Regions from separate parts of the Zea mays genome. Here region 1 is linked to region 2. A link is a contact called in public Hi-C data. All regions are on one chromosome and are shown on one strand. Each heading gives the region's core, a stretch centred on a gene start, on an enhancer-like site or on the middle of the called end of the contact. The rest is flanking DNA. Distances are from core to core; before and after follow the strand shown. Region 1 holds the start of LOC100273119. Region 2 holds the start of LOC103637381 (proline-rich receptor-like protein kinase PERK12).

The links. A called contact is a pair of places that touch in the nucleus more often than the background predicts.
Region 1: a Hi-C map of tassel shows a contact between it and region 2, with 4 times the contacts expected there. The contact joins the promoter of LOC100273119 here to the promoter of LOC103637381 in region 2. A contact is called at or near these places in 5 of 25 Hi-C or Micro-C datasets (bundle sheath, endosperm, leaf and 2 more).

Annotation. Positions count from the first base shown.
Region 1 is chr8:150,432,402-150,439,053 of Zm-B73-REFERENCE-NAM-5.0, reverse strand. It overlaps LOC100273119, which reads left to right and starts at 4,406. Exons shown (of 8, transcript NM_001365731.1): 1 at 4,406-4,682; 2 at 4,776-4,878; 3 at 5,634-5,731; 4 at 5,808-5,938; 5 at 6,018-6,126. The coding sequence starts at 4,500. It overlaps LOC100381637 (putative protein kinase superfamily protein), which reads right to left and starts at 1,767. Exons shown (of 6, transcript NM_001174452.1): 1 at 1,360-1,767; 2 at 1-33. The coding sequence starts at 1,669.
Region 2 is chr8:150,302,617-150,309,575 of Zm-B73-REFERENCE-NAM-5.0, reverse strand. It overlaps LOC103637381 (proline-rich receptor-like protein kinase PERK12), which reads left to right and starts at 5,603. Exons shown (of 7, transcript XM_008659588.4): 1 at 5,603-6,959. The coding sequence starts at 5,920.

The sequences.
Region 1 (6,652 bases), core at 3,157-5,656, 130 kb before region 2:
TATGACCATCCTCACCCCAGTCAAGCAATTTTACTAGAAGATGGTAACATTTGACAATCAGTGTCGAAAAATGGAAATTACGATGGTAAAAATAAAGTTTATCATGTTGAACGTGCACTTTACTCCATATCTGTAATAAATTATAACAAAGCACATTCCAAAACTCAAAAGTGTACGTTAGTGTGATGGGGACCAAAGATAGCACATTCTTGACGAATACTTTGTTGTGCATGTCAAACAACAATCTGTAAAGGTTCAACCTTATAATCCTATTAAGCATGGTGTCTAAAATGGAACAGTGAGACACCTATTGAGGGTCTAGCATGATCATCAAACACACAGGGAAGTAAAGTATGACAGCTGAGAGGCACTTTATAGAGGACAATGAGGAAACTGGTTATCACCACACAGCCAAAGTAGCGAATAATTGCAAAGCAAGCCAATCAACAAAGTCAGTGAACTTATGAATGCATAATACACATTTGATATAGCATTCTAATAGCACTTAAAGAATATAAATGAATCGAATTAGATGGTGAACAAACATATTGAGAGGGCAGCATGCAAGTTCTGGACATACAAATTGCATCTGCTTTTTCACGAGTCATGTGATTTGCTTTAGCGGGGCAATCCCAAAATGTTAATTTAAATTTCTGGCTGCAAACTTCAGTGTATTTATTATCCTTTTTGAAACATTGACCTGGTACAGATGCTTTCCAATTTCCCTGGTCCCATGAAAAGTGCAACACTTCCACCTGAAAAATCAGCAGCTTTGTCCTGTAGCCTCCTGACTTCTAGGGCCTCATCATAAGCTGAACACATGGATCATGCCTATGAAAAACTTTAACTGTTGGTTGGCTCGGATCACATGCGGGGGTTACACACCAAAAAGCTATAAGCGGACTTATCTAACAGAAGTCACGGAATACACCAAGGGACCGAGAAAAGCAGAGGTACCAACTTTAGCAATTTGCTGACAAGGAAAAGCACAGATGACATGACACGACAGGAGAAAAGCCAAAACAACTCGCCAAACCATCTAGAACAACCACCTATAGCAAATGACATTGCTATCTAACGATCAATTCTGCTCACCACTCTAAGCAGGGAACTGAAAATGAGGCATGCATCAAAGTTTCCTAAGGACTTGCGTAGGAATCGATCAGACATGGAACCAAATTTCTAGCGCATTGAAGGAGAAGATAGAGATAACTAGCGTGGCTATTTCGTCGAACAGTTCATGGACAATGAAAATTGGCTCATCATGGCGAAATTTCATTTTGCGCATGGCTATTGCACATTTGCACGCATAAGCGTTAGCTGTGTAAAAAGTAAGTAGTGTGAATGCTGGGGCGATACCAGCGACGTCCTGGCCGTCGTAGACGCCGCGGTGGACGGTGCCAAAGGTGCCGCGCGCGATGACGCCCTTGATAACGAGCTTGGTGGGGTCGATCTCCCAGTCTTCACGGCACCGCCGCAGCGGCGTCAGCTCCTCCGGGCCCAGCCTCGCGGACTCGCCGCCGCGGCTCCCCGTCCCGGAGGGTAGGCCGACTCCCCGCTCCGCCCGGCGTCCGAGGTGGCGCTCGAGCTGCTCGTCCAGGCTCTTGAGGTCGATCTGGTCCGCGCGCACGAACCCAGCGTCGCCGCCCGCGCTGGTGGGCTGCCTCATGCTTGCAGTAGTTGGTGGAGCCGGGAACGCCGGGGAGGTGAGCGGCGGTGGCAGTGTCAGTGGATGCTGTGGGCTTGAGCTGGGTGGAAGGCCTCACGTGGTTTGGCTGCCGCAGTGGGTGGGTGACGGCGGCTACTGGGGAAGAGGAAGAGGTGGCGAGGCGAAGGTGGTTCGAGTTCGTGCGGGAGCTTCCATTCCATGTGAGCGCATGGGACAGCGGGTTGCCGAAGTATACACGGGACGGGTGCGGAAGGCAAGTGACCCAGGGGCCAGGGCTCGTCACTCGTGTTGCGGTTGCGGGCTCCACCAGGTAGCGACGAAAACAGATGAAAACACCCTTTTTCTACTTCTGTTTTTAACGGAAACAGAATCGGAATGACCGCGAAGTTGGACGGGAGCAGAATAAACGGACCCACAGAAATCGAAAATTACGAACAGCGGGAAAACGTAGTAATAGAAAAAAAATAATATGGATCATCATGTTTTAATTTACACGTAGAATTTTGCACGAGTGGAGGTTTAAATCTTAATTGTTGATTCCACGCCTACATGTATCTAACTAATATGATACATTTTTGTATTTTATTAAAATATAGTCTATCAATGGGACATAATTGCGTGATTGGTTGCCTGGCTACCACACCCAGGTATAGATGGCCAGTCGTGCCGGGCTAAACGGGCCGGCCCGGAGCACGGCACGGCCCGTAGTGCCTGGGCACGGCACGGCACGGCTGATGTCGGGCCCGTGCCGGCACGGCCCGATAGGTAGTGCCGTGCCTGGGCCGAGCATCAGGCACGTTGGGCCGGCACGGGCACGGCACGATTAGCCCCTAGGCACGGTTAGGCACGATTATGCATTATTAGATCCAAACACGACTAGTTAGCTGTGTGTTGTAATCTTTTTTCTTATCTAGGGTTCTCTCATAAGGGTGAGTTTTTACCTAAATAGGTTTTTAATGAGTCACCCATTGCACTAAACAGTTCAATATTAGCTATTTTAGTATGTTTTAACTGTGTTTGTGAAAATTTGACTAAAATTTTGTGGTGTAGTGCTAAACGGGCTATATGGGCTAAACGGGCCGGCACGGCACGGCTAAGCAGGCTTAGTGCCGTGCTTGGGCCTGGCCTCAGGCACTAGTGCCGTGCCGGCACGGCACGGCTATTAAACGAGCCAAACGGGCCGTGCCCTAACCGTGCCGTGCCTGGCCGTACCCGGGCCGGGCCGTGCCGTGCCGCCCATTTGGCCATCTCTACACCCAGGTCAGCCTTGTGTATTGACCACACACGTATAGGTGATTGGTTCTATGTACCGTATGGATGACCGTTTAGACCATTTACACGTCATTTAAACGCTACTCAGTAGCTAACTGTGTTGGTCGTTTATGCCGTTTAATCCGTTTAATCTCATATAATATGTTTTTTAGTCCGTTTAAACACACGTATAGTTCGATTAAACGCTAAACAGAGGATGACCGACTATTTACCGTTTAGCGTTTAGGTTAAAATTGATACTACCTCTGTCAACAACACACAAGAATAATCTAACAACCTGTATGACCGTGCAACTGACAATACATCATCCATGTGCCACAACTACATGTACCAAGTTTATGTGCATACTACAAGTCTACGAATCCAAGTTATCCGTTGTAGACTTACAGGTTATAACTAAGGACATATTTGGATTCACGATACTAAAGTTTAGCAGTATGCTTTAGTAGACTTTAGCACATGTGGATCCAAACACAAGTGCTAAAAGGTGCTAAAAGATATTAAAAGTGAAGTGCTAAAGTTTAGCACCTACTAGCAATTTAGCTATCTAAGGGGGTGTTAAAGTTTAGCACGTGAGATCCAAACATGCCTTAAATGTACCCCCTCCGTCTATATTAAAATGGCTGATGATGAATCTAGAAACATATATAAAAATATACATATTGTATTGTATGAATCCATTAATTATATAAAATGAATTTTAATTTAGGAAAGAGGGGTATATATTTCTTTAATTGATACATATGCACATGCACACCGTTTGTACTTATGAATACACAATAAAAATAGTGATAATTGATAAATTATAACTCAAATCCAAAACAATACAAATGATGAGGTTATATTATTTACTTAATGACACATTTTTTCAGTTCACCACAGGTCCACAACCATAAATTGTACTTTGCAGTTTGCACTTTTCATAGTTCATTATCATCCTTCATGTTGTTTGGGATCATTTTCTTCATCCTACAAGTTAATAATAGACATCCCAACTAAACTTTTGTCAACTACGCTAAATATTGTTCGTTGCGGCTTTAATCTAGCTGCGGCTACGTTGTCTATGTGGATTGTAGTTGCAGCAGTTCAAACAGATACAACATCTACGGTTGTAGAGCAGCCAAACAATATCAAATGGACATTGCTTTAAAGTGGGCCAGTCATGTATTTATTCAATTCATTTGTCTTGTGCCAGTCTCACTATCATTATCGAAGTTCTTAAGTTCATTTTCTTGATTTTCAACATCTTAGCTACTCTGCAGAGCACGGCTGGCATGCGGCGCGCAAATACAAGAAGAAAATAAATGAAATGATATTGTTATTAAATGAAAGATGTTCTGAGTTTTATTTTTACGAAGCAAATGATTTGAACTGTGAAACGTGTTGTTTGGAGGAATTGGGACTTTCGTTCGCGTATACTATGTGCATTCGGCATTCCCCTCTTCCCGTGGAACAACCCAGAAAGAAAACTAGCCCAGCCCATGTATATCCACCGGCACTCGGCACGAAGTCCATAGCCAGCGAAACTCCCGAAACCGTACCAACCAGACAATTCACCATGGCGGCGCCGGCGCAGGCGCAGGCGCAGGTCCTGCCTCTCCTCCGGTGGAGCCGGAGCGCCTCCTTCCTCTGCGCCTCGTCGCGCCGCCTCTTCTCCGCCCTCCAACGCCCCTCTGCCGCTGCTCGCTGCGAGGCCGGCTCCAAGGCCATGCTCAAGGGGATGGACTACTCGGAACTCGAGGTAAGGGCTTGGCTCAAGACATGTTGGGTTTTAGGTAGTTCGTTGGTTGTGTCGTACGCGCGTGTGAGATGATTTAGTGCGGGTTTCTTTCAGAATTGGGTGCAGGCGCAGGGGTTTCGGCCAGGCCAGGCCATGATGCTGTGGAAATGCCTGTACGGGAACAACGTTTGGGCTCATTGCTACGACGAGTTGGCTGGTAAATTTTCACTGTGTCAAGTAGAATCCATCTATTTAGCATTAGTATATGCTATAACTAATCCCTGTGTTTCAAATTACAGTTCAGTTTAGGGGGTGTTTGGATACCTGGACTAAAGTTTAGACCGGGTTTTGGATGCCAATTAGTAGGATCAAACATGAGCTAAGTATAAAACTAATTGCATAGCCAGTGGCTAATTCGCGAGAGAATCTGTTAAGCCTAATTAATCCATGATTAGCACATGTTTACTGTACAAAACATGGACTAATCATTGATTAATTAGGCATAATATATTTGTCTCGCGAATTAGCCATGTGTAATGCAGTTAGTTTTATAATATAATAATTAGCTTATGTTTAGTCCTTCTAATTGGCATTCAAAACCCAGACTAAACTTTAGTTCTGGGGATCCAAACACCCCCTTAGATTTGTCCTAACTCAAATGTCCCTAACTGAAAAACTATTAACGTCCACCAGTTCAAATAAATTCACTATCAAGACATATTTAATCAAAAAAATAATGAGACTAATTTCATGTTGTAGATGTTGATACATTTTTTCTCTTGTAAGAATTAGTTTTGTGGCATGTTTCTCTTACTAAGTTAACTACATTTTCTATTGTCCAATGAGTTCTATTGCTTTTCACTTTGGAGAACCTACAAATGTGCTTATGATTCTTCTCAATGTATGCCATTTGATGTGTTGCCAACATGTTAGTTAAATGGATGCCACCTATTTACCTCTAAAATCCTTCAGGTTTAAATAAGGATTTCAGGAAGATGATAACCGAGCATGCTGATCTCAAGGCATTAACTATGAAGGACATCCATATTGCATCAGATGGAACCCGTAAGGTAGTTTTCAGTGTTGCCGTTGTGTTATGAAGTGATTTACTGGATATGATTGATTTTTGAACACAGGATGTTACAGATATTGTTCTCTCTTGAAGATGGTTCAGTGATTGAAACAGTTATCATTCCTTGCGCTAGGGGCAGGACAACTATCTGTGTTTCAAGCCAAGTTGGTTGTGCCATGAACTGCCAGTTTTGTTTCACTGGAAGGTTTGTTTACTTATGTTACAAGACATTTTTCTTCTCTTGGCCATTACTGATTCATGCTTGCTTGGTTTTTTATATATAGGATGGGTTTGAGAAAACATCTCTCGACAGCTGAAATTGTCGAGCAGGCTGTGTTTGCTCGTAGGTTATTCTCAGATGAATTGGGATCAATTAACAATGTTGTATTTATGGTAAGCATTTGCTTTAAGTAACTTATGCTTTGACTGTGTACGATAGTTAACGTGGCATCTTGTTTAACTAACAGCATATGATTTGTATTCTGTTCTCATCTATGCTGTTCTTCGTAAAGTGATATCAACAAATATGTATAACTGTCTAGTGTCTACAGTCTATCTTAAAGTTCTACTTTCAAGCCAATTCATACTGCCGTGGATTCAAAGAGCACATTTTTTTAACAGTATATTGAATTTCTGATGTTTTCCTTGCACCTGCTTTGTTGCCATATTCAATTATTTGTTGCCATTTTAGAATACTGTGAGCTATATATATGGTTACATGTCTTATCAGTTGCCCTTGTTCTTATCAACAGTAATACTGAATTCTGTTTCTTGTTCAGCTGTTAGGCTTCCTGATGTTGGTTTTGGAGTACTGTGTTAACAAAAATTAAAGTCTAGTTATAGCAACATGTATACGTTGTTTAGGCATCTTTTATGCTTACTTGCTGCAGTTAGCTTTTAATAACATCTCATCGTGTAG
Region 2 (6,959 bases), core at 4,354-6,853:
ATGTGGGTCTAGACTCAGGTTCCTCACCATGGCTCTTATTAAGGCTAACCATTTGTGATGTTGTTTGTTGAAAGTATTGGACCTAGCTTATTTAATTTTTTGCAAGACTCCTAGAAAATCTCAAAGGTTTAGATAGTTTAGATAGTGTGCATATGTAGACGTGGATTGCCTTGTCTTAAAAGTCTTATATTCTATATAAACTTTTTTGGGAGCTCAATACAATATAACCACCTGATTATATCAATTATATTCAGCTTGGCACTTATCATTCCACACGTCGTCGTGGATCGGAATTCCAGTTTGCTGAGGAGACGTAGAATGTTCCGCTCCAGACTTCCAGGTCCAGCTATCCACAGCAATGCAGTGCGGGCCGACGACTACTCCCGGTCGCGGAAGCGAGGGAACTGCTGTGGAAACCTTGCTCATTCCTCGTGGTGGAAAACACTCGCGCACGGATGGAAGCAGACGGCAGGGAAAAGGCATTGGCGATTCCATCAGTTCAGTGCTGCTGTTGATCCTCTTCTAGATGAAGACGAGAGACCAGAGACCAAGCAGCACGAAGCCTCTGCCGTTTCCGGCCTGGAGTTCCTTAGCTCCGCGGGCCGCGGCTTCTGTTGGTGGGCGCCAGCTAGCAGTAGCGGAGGTGCGGGTGCCAATGCCATACTGTTATTTTTCTAAACCATATGCGTATGGTTTTGCCAAATTGAAAAAAGGGTTTCGAACTGATTTCTTTTTTTCTTCGTAAAATCGGTTGATGACAATCGCTATGATTCCTTAACAATTCTCGTAGAAAAAAAAACGACCGTGACTTGCTCTGAGAAGTTGGGAAGTCCAGTCCAGTGTGCAGTCCCCATGTCCTAGACCTTTTCTCAATGGACCCACAGTGGTTCCACTCTTTTCTCAATGGATTATACAGGGGTGCTCGGACGCTGATCTGCTATACTACTGGTGGGATGGTTTTGTAGTGGGGTTCCTTTTTTTTGACTTTTGATATTTCTGTTTTTTTTCAACATTAAAAAGAAGGGGCGACTTTCTAGATTGATTAGCACCGTTGAAGCAGATATGGGTACGACTGCGACATGTTTTCTAATTGATGTACTGGAACTTCATACGATTGGCATATCTCTTCCATGGAATTTCGGAAATATTCAAACCTGCGTGAGGAACTGATGATGGTCCCAAGGAAAAAGAAAAAAAAAATTGTTGCACGAGTATATGTACAAAATTACTATGGTTTATACCTTGCATAATCTCTCAAGATTTGCAGTAAACCAAATGTTCCACCCGTGAGTACCTAAACTTAGCATTTCTATTGTAGGGGAGAAGGCCGACATCGATCATTAGGGTGCCCGCCTCGCTTAGGGTGCCCATGAAAGAAGGATTTATTGAAGACTTTCGGAATAGACTTCACTTCCCACATAACCAAACCCTTTGATGCGGGATGACGCCTACTATCATTACCTCTACTTTGAAGGCAGCGAAGGCCATAATGAAGACTTGCTATGGGCACAGTGCACCGCCCGCTAGTCCAGCAGGTGAGGGCCTAAGCCAAAACTGTGCTATAGTAGACCAATGGCCAATGTTAAGCACACTATTATCCTGGTGTGGGTACATAGTTGGGTGTGTTGTAATACTAGGGTTATAACAGTTCCTATTTACACTATTGTACAACATATACTTAGAATGTAGCAGGTAAATAAGGGTAAACATGTACTTGGGGGGTTGTCCCTGGTTACCATATAAATACCCCTCCCCTTTGGATAGGGTGAGGGAACCCATAAACATGACATTTTGAGAACCATTGTTTCACATTTGTTTTGCTCTCATGCCTGTGTCACTGTGTTTGGGTCCCACCTGCTAGAACCCAACATCTATCTATCTTTTTTATTTTTCTTTTTTGCTTGGCATTTTTAAAAGTTTATCTAGCATGATGTCGGTTTGAAGAAGGATTAAGCAGCTCCTGATAGTGTTATGGGCCGTCATGACTATAGCAGCCCATCTCAGCAAATTAGACACTGGCCCAGGTGGTTTTTTTTATTGACAAGGACTCCAAGACTTATTGCGCTTCACTAGGCTGGGCCAGAAGCCATCTCAGCAGGATTTGTGCAACTGCGAGTTATGTGTTCAGACGGCTGAGCTATGTGTACAACTGCGACTTGTTTTATTTTTATTTTTTATGTTTCCATGTTTTTTTGTTTTTCTTTATTTTTCTTTTTTTTTTGTTTCTATGACCCTTAGTTAAGTTGTTTATTTTTGTATATATTTGGTTTTTCTTATTCATGTTTTTAGTTGTATTTTCATGTTTTGTTGTTTTAATCAAATTAATTAGCATGCTAGTTGTTATTTTTTTATTTACTATATTTTTTGAGATACATATAAATATTCATATAATATACATATGTGTTTTATGTAGTATACATGTGACTTTCTACGATGCATATATGAGCACTCTTGTCGAACGTCACAGTTTGTTAAAAGCAAGGCTAAAGATTTATCCGGCTCTAAACCATTCGTATGTTCTTCCCAGCTAACTATATATATATATATATATATATATATATATATATATATATATATATATATATATATATATATATATTGTATATTAAGAGCCCTGGGCTTCCTTTAGTTATTGGAAGCCCAGGCCAGACAGTGCAATCCGGTCGAGCCGGACCAGGTCCAGACGTCTATAAAAGAAAATCCGTAGTGCTAGGGGTCAGTTTTTACGCCCCATCTCGATTCATTAGTGACGGTTGCCAGGCCGGCGGTGGCGGCGGTTCCCAGGCCGACGGTGGCGGCCCCCGATCCAGAGGGCGAGCGGCGGCGGCAGCGCCCTTATGCGGTGGCGGCGGTTTCCAGGCGGGCGGTGGCGGCCCCCGATCCAGAGGGCGAGCGGCGGCAGCGCCCTTGTGCGGTGGCGGCGATTCCCAGGCCGGTGGCCGCAACTCCATTACCTCGACGCGCGGTGGCGGAGGTTCCTTGATCCGCAGTGAGGCCCTTGTGCAGGCAAGCGGCGGCGTCCCCGAAGCCCCGAGGAGGCGGCACTTCCAAGGCCGGCGAGCAAGCGACGCCCGTCGACATGCGAGTAGCGACGGCGACGCATGAGGCGCGATGTTCGAGCGAGCGACGTCACGGAAGGGGCGAGATGCGCGCAGCGATGATCGCACGTGACATCCTCTGATCCGGCGCATTTTTCTTTTCGTTTATTGTGTTTTATGCCTACCACATGTATTATTTACGCTAAAAACTGTATGTTTTTATGCTTTAACACAGAGTTCGTATATCAGTTTACTGCATGCACATTTGAAAGACAATTTCTTGATTTATGCTGTTCTTAATTTGCGCGCATGCAATGGAAATTCCCACGATTTTGCCATAATTTTTGGATTTGTATAAAAATAGAAACGCATGCATGCGGCTGCCATGTTTTTCGGATCTGTCATAAAAATAGGATCGTAATAACAACCTACTAAAGCTATCAACCTCTAATTGACTCGGTATTTACGCTTATAATTGAGGGATTTTATGCTCAAAACTTAAGGTTTTTACGCTCCACCCGGAGATGCGTCCACCAGTGAACAACATGCCAGATTTTTTACGCAGTGTAAGGAATTGCATAAATACCTACACCGTGTAGTATAATTTGTTTCAGTATACATCATAAACTAGTTCTAATGCGTTTAGTTGCATGGCTGTTGGAGAGATCCTATATTTATGAAGGAAATAAAACATTAAATGTGATTTTTTGTTTCTATGCATGCAATTCATTTCCTTTCATTGCATATTCTTTCCATCATAAATTCGTGTGCATGCAGCCTGTAGCAGATTTTTACGCAGTATACCGAATTGCATAATTATCTACACAGTGTAGCATATTTAGTATCAGTATATAGCATAAAATGGTCATTACGAGTTTTAGTTGCATGTCTGTTTCAGCGATCCTAAATTTACGGAGGAAATAAAGCATTTAAAATAGAAACCGCCACACATATCTTTCCTAAATTTACGCGCATGCAAGGGAACGTGATTGACTCATGCATGCATTTTGTCATAATTTTAGGATCTGTATAATCGCATGCATGTGACTGCCATGTTTTTCGGATCTGCCATAAAAATAGGATCGTAATAACAACCTACTAGAGCTATCAACCTCTCACATTGGCTCGGTATATACGCTTATAATTGAGGGATTTTATGCTCAAAACTTAAGGTTATTACGCTCCAACCCGGATGTGCGTCCACCAGTTAACAACATGCCATATTTTTTACGCAGTGTAACGAATTGCATAAATACCTACACCATGTAGTATAATTTGTATCAGTATATATCATAAACTAGATTTAATGTGTTTTAGCTGCATGGCTGTTGGAGGGATCTTATATTTATGAAGGAAATAAAATATTAAATACGATTTTTTGTTTCTATGCGTGTAATTCATTTCCTTTCATTGCACATTATTTTTATCATAAATTCGTGTGCATGCAGCTGGTAACAGATTTTTACGCAGTATATCGAATTGCATAATTATTAACACAATGTAGCATATTTAGTCTCAGTATATATCATAAAATGGTCCTTACGCGTCTAGCTGCATGGCTGTTGCAGCGATCCTAAATTTATGGAGGAAATAAAGGATTTTAAAAACAGAAACTGCCGCACATATCTTTCCTAAATTTATGCGCATGCATTGGATCGTGTTTGACTCATGCATGCATTCCTTTTTTTGCGCTAACAGACGTGGGGCAGGTGGCGCACCCGACAGCCTGTTTGGGCGCGCTGGTTGAACCAGTTTACAGGGGTGGTCGGCCTGGGCTTCCTTTAACTATTGGAAGCCCAGGGCTCCCGTTATACCTACCCTTATATATATATATATATATATATATATATATATATATATATATATATATATATATATATATATATATATATATATATATATATATATATAGTCATTACATATAATAGGTTGGTTATTTTATTAGCTAAAAGAATGTTGAGCAATTATTGCTAGAGCTATATTCCTGCTCTTATTCTCTTATAACATGTTTTGGAATCTACGCTACAGTCTATATATAGCCGGCTGATAATTAAGAACCCGTTCCTTCTCTTTCTTCTATCATCTTTCTTTCGACTCTCTAAGGAAGAAGGACAAACATGGTATCTATAAAAGATACTCCCTCCGTTTCTTTTTATTTGTCGCTTGATAGTGCAAAATTGCACTATCCAGCGACAAATAAAAAAAACGGAGGGAGTAATATCCAAATACATGACAAAAACCATTTGTTTAAAAAATAAAAGGTCTTATAATTTAAAATATAGGTACTAATCATTTGCATATTGCAATATGATAAAGTTCATCCTCAGAACATATGCATCGCCTGCACTGCACATAGCTAAATTTAGCATGCGTATAAAATCTTTCAGAGAGGTGAACATGGCCAAGTGACGTGTCAGTCACTGCCCCCCCGCGTTGTCTTCCTCGGGAGTTCAAACACATTCAAGTTAGCGCCGGTTTTCCTCCTGCGGCCACCCAGATTTCTCGATGCTCCCTGCATGTTCTCTGTTCCACCACCTCTACCCATCCAAGAAAAGCAAGGCAAGGAAAAACAGCGGGGAAAAAAATTACGGAGGAAAACCGAAAAGGGCACGAGCACATTACGCCGCGGCCGTGTTGTCGCCAAGGCGAGGCGCATTCCGTGTCTCCACGCTGCCTAGCTCGATCGGACCTGCCGGCGGACGGACGGACGGACGTTTACCCATGCCCATGTCTATGTGAGAGGCCCGGCCGCCGCTGCCCCCGTCTCCCCTGCCGATGCGCGTTTGAGATGCCATTATTCCGGCTCGGCTCCTAACCACTCTCCCCGGAACGACGACGATACCGCCGACCGCGCGGCGGCCCTGTGACGCCGCGCGCCCTCATGGCGTCAACCGAGCAACTGGCGTCGTCCCCCGCGGGAGGGCCGCCAGGGCCGAAGGCACGGGCAGCACCGCCTCCGGAATCATCGTCGTCGCCGCCACCCCCGCCGAAGGCTTCCTCGTCGTCTCCTCCGCCGCCGACACCGCCGCCGCCACCGTCGAAGCAGTCGTCCCCGCCTCCCCCGGCCCACAACAGCACGACGTCGCCGAACACACCAGCGACCCCGCCAGAGAAGTCTCCGGCGGCTTCCCCTCCTCCTCCGGCCTCGCCGCCGCCACCAAGCCGGTCCTCTCCTCCTCCTTCGCCGTCTTCGCCGCCCCCGTCGCCACCTCCGCAGTCTTCGCCGCCGCCGCCCGCGGCGTCGACGTCGCAGCAGTCGCCTCCGGCACCGGAACCGACCAAGCCACCGACACCCCCGTCGTCGGAGAAGCCCGGAGCAGCCGCCGGGACGACGGCCTCGTCACCTCCCCCAAATGCGGGACAACCGCCACCGCGCGAGACACCGTCGACGCCACCGGACACCGCCGGTCACCAGCCACCTCCGCCGGCGCCCACGCAAATGCTGCCTCCTCCGATGGCGCTGACGGTGATCATGCCGGGCGGCGTCTCTGGCGGCCCACCTGCAGGCGGCATGTGGAGGTCCCCGCCTGGGCCCCCCGCGGGTGGGGGTGGGTCGGGCAGCAACAGCAACATGAAGAACGAGGCGGTGGTCATCGGGATCTCCGTTGCCGGGCTGGTCCTGGCACTGGCGTCGCTGCTGATAATCGCGTGCGCAACCGGCAAGCAGGGCAACCGGGGGAGGAAGCGGGAGCGGCACGCGTCGCGCAGGCACAGCATCGTGGTGCCGGAACGTCAGTGTGGCGCAGCCGCGGGCGTGGTGTCGGCGGACGTGTACCAGCCGTCGAACGGGCCGGCGCCGTCGCCGTCGCCGAGCGGGACGTCGAGCTCGTACGACCTGTCGGGGGCCAACAAGTCGTGGTTCACGTACGACGAGCTGGCGGGCATCACGGGCGGGTTCTCGGCGGCGAACGTGATCGGCGA